Regions from separate parts of the Mus musculus genome. Here region 1 is linked to region 2. A link is a contact called in public HiChIP or PLAC-seq data. All regions are on one chromosome and are shown on one strand. Each heading gives the region's core, a stretch centred on a gene start, on an enhancer-like site or on the middle of the called end of the contact. The rest is flanking DNA. Distances are from core to core; before and after follow the strand shown. Region 1 holds the start of Tigar (Trp53 induced glycolysis regulatory phosphatase). Region 2 holds the start of Fgf23 (fibroblast growth factor 23).

Evidence for each region. HiChIP or PLAC-seq counts read pairs in DNA pulled down with a chosen protein or histone mark.
Region 1: an H3K27ac HiChIP or PLAC-seq map of embryonic stem cells shows a contact between it and region 2, with 9 read pairs. The contact joins the promoter of Tigar here to the promoter of Fgf23 in region 2. A contact is called at or near these places in 2 of 39 promoter capture datasets (the HPC-7 cell line and macrophages), 1 of 484 Hi-C or Micro-C datasets (liver), 5 of 115 datasets of contacts at active chromatin or transcription factors (the 230-238 cell line, effector CD8 T cells and embryonic stem cells) and 3 of 9 other capture datasets (adipose tissue, liver and pancreatic islet).

Annotation. Positions count from the first base shown.
Region 1 is chr6:127,108,010-127,110,996 of GRCm38.p6, forward strand. Tigar (Trp53 induced glycolysis regulatory phosphatase) reads right to left here and starts at 1,543. Exons shown (of 6, transcript NM_177003.5): 1 at 1,427-1,543. The coding sequence starts at 1,458.
Region 2 is chr6:127,071,553-127,074,252 of GRCm38.p6, forward strand. Fgf23 (fibroblast growth factor 23) reads left to right here and starts at 1,350. Exons shown (of 3, transcript NM_022657.4): 1 at 1,350-1,688. The coding sequence starts at 1,478.

The sequences.
Region 1 (2,987 bases), core at 293-2,792, 37 kb after region 2:
ACACAGATATTGCCCGTTAAGAATCTAAGTAGGGGGCGGGCGGTGGTGGCGCACGCCTTTAATCCTAGCACTTGGGAGGCAGAGACAGGCGGATTTCTGAGTTCAAGGCCAGCCTGGACTATAAAGTGAGTTCCAGGACAGCCAAGACTACAGAGAAACCCTGTCTCGAAAAACCAAAAAAAAAAAAAAAAAAAAAATCTAAGTAGGGATCGTTTCCCAGCAGGGTCTACATTGAAAAGAGGACAAGGGGGTTCATGTTCCTTTAGTGCTCCCAATAAAGCGGTATCATCTCCCGGAACATTCTAGAAAGCACAGGGACACAGAAAGACACAGGGAACCAGAGTTCTAATTTAGCCACTAAAATCCCTGAATCCTAAAGGTCCACTTCACATGATGCTGGAGACCATCTTCCTATAAAGAGGAAGCTGGACAGAAAAAGCATGCGTTGAAGAAGGTCGCCACAAGGTTCAAACGCTGTCAGCGTTCCTGTGAGCCCTATGAAGCCGGAAACGGTAATCAGTCCCGCTCCGAGAAGCTGTTCTGATAAGCCCTGACTACACAGGTGAGACTCAGCTGCTTTTTATCTGAGCTTTGCTTACAGAAGAACACGTTATTTAATTCTCGGGCATATTTCTTCCTCTCTGCTCCATGTGCTCCATCCTCTCCATTTGGTTAGATCCAGAGAGATTAGAAAGACTGCTGCCACCAATCTGCTTATCGGAACGCAGGTCAGAAAGATTAAGTCTGTCCTACGAGGCAGCTACTGAATCCCAACGAGGAGCCTGAATCCCAACCAAGCAACGCCTTGAAACTTCCCTCCTCTTACCCACCCTGAATCTGCCTACCATCATCACCAGGCAAACATGTACTGGGAAGGAAAACGATAGGTGACCTAAAGCCAGATTCTGCTCCATGAAATCTGTCATGATAAAAATGTTTGTTCAGGGTGATGCAGTCGACTGAGACGGAGATCTCGAACTCTCTAATTTTTTCCCTCAGAACTGTAGCCTCTGAAGGGAGGTAAATTGCAAAAGTACCCCCGATGCAAGGAGAAAGGGGGAGGGGAGGGTGAGAAAATAAGGCAACCAGCATAGGATAGATGAGGTGTGGCTCAGCAATTCTAAAAACTCTGGAATTTACTAGGGGGCAGAAAAGGTCACACTGAAAAGTCGAGAGGCCGGGTCATGTCTTCTCGCAATGGCTGGGAACCGTGATCGTGTGCTTCTCCACACTTCTTTCCTCGTGGAAAACGCAAGGCTCTTGACATTTAAGACCCGGCTTCCTCACGCAGGGTGTCGCGGATAAAAGATTGGACACGAGAGGATGCAAAGAAAAAGCACATGGAAAGCCCACCCTCCCCGGATTGGAGCACGTAGGGACCAGAAGAGACCCAGGCCAGGAAGCTCCCGGCAACTGCGATACTCACTGGCGGATAACGGTCAAGGCGAAGCGCGGCATTTTGGCACAAGACGCGTGAGCCACGACCCGGCTCTGCAGCAGCACCTCGCTGCGCCTGACTCTGGGACCACTTTGCCTGCACTACTTCCGTCTGCACGGCGGACCGGCCCCGTAGCTATTGGTCGAGGCGGCTGAACGTCACCACAGGGTTGCCAATAAAGGTGGAGCCTGAAACCGGAGAAGCCCCGCCCAGGCCAGTGGCGCTTGCGCTCCTGCGCGCCAACCTGTGATTGGCGCCTGGCAGGTGCGCGCGGCCCCGCCCTGGGTTAACGCCCTGGAGTCTTGCCAGAGCTAGACCGCCGCCTGCACCAGGGACAGATAAGGACTGCTTTGATTGTTTTATGCTGAACTGATTTGAGGAAGGCGTGCAAGGTGTAGTGTGCCTGTAGTGTGCCAAGGCGATGGCTCTCCTCTGGTGGTTACACAGCCAGACTGCATCCTTTGAGGGTTAGCTGTTATCCTTTACCTGGGAAGTGAGGTCAAAGTAGGTATGTAGATCCAAACCAACCTAGTTTCTCTCTCAACTTCTTAACCAAAGACTTTTGTCAGGCCACTTTCTTGCCTTCTGCTTTGCTGAGCCTGGTCCTCCCAAACATTATTACCAAGTATTTTCGCTAATGCTGCTATCATTTATAATTAAGTTACTCTAGAGCTCTCCACTGATACCTGTTGTATTAAGAGTTTAATTCAACCATTTCTTAAAATAATTCCTATTGTAATGAACGTTATCTCTGTTGCACTGATCTAGAGGAAAGTCGTTTCCTTAAAAACAAATGCAGGGACAAAGGTTCTGTATAAAACCCCTCGAGAGGGGTTGGGGAGTTGGCTTAACCCTTTAAGAGCCCAGATTATTTGCTCCTCTGGAGAACCAGGTTCAAAGCCCAGTGCACCCACAGAGGCAATCAAACATCTGTAACTGCAGTTCCAGGAAGACCATTTACTTTCTGCTGACCTCTGGGCTCACGTTATGCACAGACATTCAGGCAGAGCACCTAGACACATAAAATAAAAAGAAATATCAACAAATAAATAGATGTCTTCAAGACTGAGACTGAGCCTCTAGTCCTCAGCCATATAATAGGAACATAGGGACAAAAGGGCTATAGGGGCTGGAGGTCAACAGCCTGTGCCCAGCCAGCCAGGCCTGGCCATCTAGCCTTCCTAAGACAACTGAGAGCCAAATAAATAGTGAGGGAAAAAAAGGAGGAAAAAGAGGTTTATTCAGTGTATCCACTGTTCCTCACCTCAGTCCATTGGTGGGATCCTAAATTTTCTCTGAAATTTTAAATGGAAGCTAAGAGATAGACATGCCTAAGCAGCCCAGCCACCAAGGTGTAGTCGCCCACAGAGGAATGTCTCATCTCTGCCTATCTCTAGCAAGTGATGTTCCTTCCAGAGACTGTTCCCTCCTCTGACTGCCTTCAGGACTTTTTCTCACTCCAGCAAGAGATTCCCGGAGAGATGGAGAGACTCCCAGTCTCTTGGGATCCATTGTTTCAACAGACTCATAGCCAAAGAGAGGGCACAAG
Region 2 (2,700 bases), core at 100-2,599:
AAGTTAATAATAAATACAAGTTTTAAATGGTAATAGCACAGTGTGCCTGTCTTATAGAGTTGCAGTGAAGCTCAAAGAACTAGTGGATGAGAAAACACTCTGTAAACCACAGAAGCCTGGACCCAACTGGAACTGGAGGTGGAACGGGCATCTCCACTTGCCTTGGCGTGTGCAAGCATCCATGTGCTTTACACGATGGCTACTCGTCTTTATCTGCTTCCTCCGCTTGATTTGTCACATCTTGCTCTCTCTTCCATCCGCTTTGATGTCTATCTTGTGGGATACTCATCTGTTGTAGGAACTCAGTAACCTGGGACACTGAGTGAGCAGTCCTTTTCTTGTGGCCATATACTGCTGATGTCTGTTCCAGCAGTCTGCCTTCCAATGGACTGTGTGTGTTAGTCTGCCTTCAACCTCCTACCCCACACACCACACCCCACACCCCACACCGCTGCATCAGACGCACCTCCACAGAGGGCATGCACAGAGCAATTTCTGCAGTGAGGCATCCACTCATACAAGGTCCCAGGGTGTGGACATGGGCTGGGGAGGTGCCCAGTCCTGCAGCTCCTGGATGCTTCCTGCCCTCTGATTCCTCTGATCAGCCAGCAGTGCCGTTCCAGTCCTCCAAATGAGTCTCCTTCCTATTGGCAAAGCCATAATTGCCAGTTTAGTTCCCTGCCTCATCCAGACGAGGGAAACTGAGAAACCAGATCTTGCCATTTTTGCTGACCTCAAGACCTTGTTTTCTTTCTTCTTGCCTTGAGGTCTTTGGGAATGGTGATGGGAGGTGTTGAGCTCATGCTCCCACCTAACACCCTTCCTGGGGTTTGTGTATGGGGGTAGGGGGGAGTCTCATTTGCCTGATAGCATCACTTATGACCATATATCAAGACACTTGCCAGATGCAACAGCCAGGAGTAAGCTCCAAGAACACACTTGGCAGCTGGAGGAAAAGGGCTTAAGCAAACCAAAACAAGGACACTGGAGGGAGATGAGTTAGCGAGGAGGCGGCTTTCTGGTTTTCTGGGGTTTTTTTTGTTTGTTTGTTTCAGTACTGCTGGCTGCCTTCACACTTCCTGATGGAAGTGGGGACAGGTCAACAAATGACCCAGGGTCACAGATAACTTTTGCCCACACATCATTCACTTATGGGAGCACTGGCTTGAAATTGAGGGGTGTGTGCGTGCATGTATGTGTGTGCCTGGAACTGACGCGCCTTCCGCAAGCCTAAGAAGTCTGGGCTTTTTCTTTGAATGGATGATTACAACACAGAGGATGTGGCGGCATTGTTTTTCCTGCTTGATGTCACACCACCACCCTTTAAAAGTCCCGGGGAAAAAAGGAGGGAATCTAGCCCAGGATCCCCACCTCAGTTCTCAGCTTCTTCCTAGGAAGAAGAGAAAGGCCAGCAAGGGCCCAGCCTGTCTGGGAGTGTCAGATTTCAAACTCAGCATTAGCCACTCAGTGCTGTGCAATGCTAGGGACCTGCCTTAGACTCCTGGTGGGCGTGCTCTGCACTGTCTGCAGCTTGGGCACTGCTAGAGCCTATCCGGACACTTCCCCATTGCTTGGCTCCAACTGGGGAAGCCTGACCCACCTGTACACGGCTACAGCCAGGACCAGCTATCACCTACAGATCCATAGGGATGGTCATGTAGATGGCACCCCCCATCAGACCATCTACAGTGAGTATGGGTTCCAGGTTGGGAAGAGGGGAAACTCTCTGCTGTTGACCTACAGAGGTATTGGGGAAACCTTGGGCTAGATAAATTGTCTAGTTTCTTGTATGCATAGTTTTGGGGTGTGTGTGTGTGTGTGTGTGTGTGTGTGTAACCTAAAAGGAAGATTTTTTTTCTTCCCCTTTATTATTTGACTCACAAGTTTTTCTCAACCTGAATAATTGCTATTGTAACCCATTTCCAATAATGAGAGATAATTTTCTTTTCTTCTGCTCAAGAATTAGAGGGAAAGATGGACAGAAAGACAAGGGCTCAAAGAGAAGAATAACCCAGACAGAACTTAACTGGGAGAGACTAGTCAGGGTTACATTGTGAGACTGTCTGGAAACTAAAGCAAACCTTCTCAAGAGACATTATGTTAAAGACAGACCACCAAGCTGCTTTGTCTTAGCAAGTCTGACTGAATGCATCCACTCAGCAGGTGTGCAGGGTACTTCAGAAGCGTCCTGTGTGGTTGGTTGGTGGTTCTTCTCTGAGAAGCTGAAATGTGTTTAGTTGCTAACAAAACTGATTAGCTAGTGGTGAACTCACTGGTGATGTGAAACAATTGGAATATTCTTAAGGATGGAGTCTATGGAAAATTGGATCACTAATCATACCTGTCAATCAACCAGATGTATTCAACTGAAAGCCCCTTCCAGCATAAGGAATAACACATAGAAAATAGAGTGGCAAGAGAGATGGGTATTGGAAGAGACACATGTTCTATGTTACAGACAAGCAAAAAGTATTCTAAATGGGGCTGGAGAAATGGCTCAGCAGCTAAGGGCACTTGCTGCTCTTACAGAGGGTCCAGGTCCAGTCTAGCACCCAAGTGGTAGCTTATAGCAATCTATAACTCCAATTCCGGGAGGTTCAATGCCCTCTTCTGACCTCTGATGGCACTGAAGAAATGTGGTACACAGAAATACAAGCAGACAAGACAGCTATACACAAAGAATAAGACAAAACAAAACTG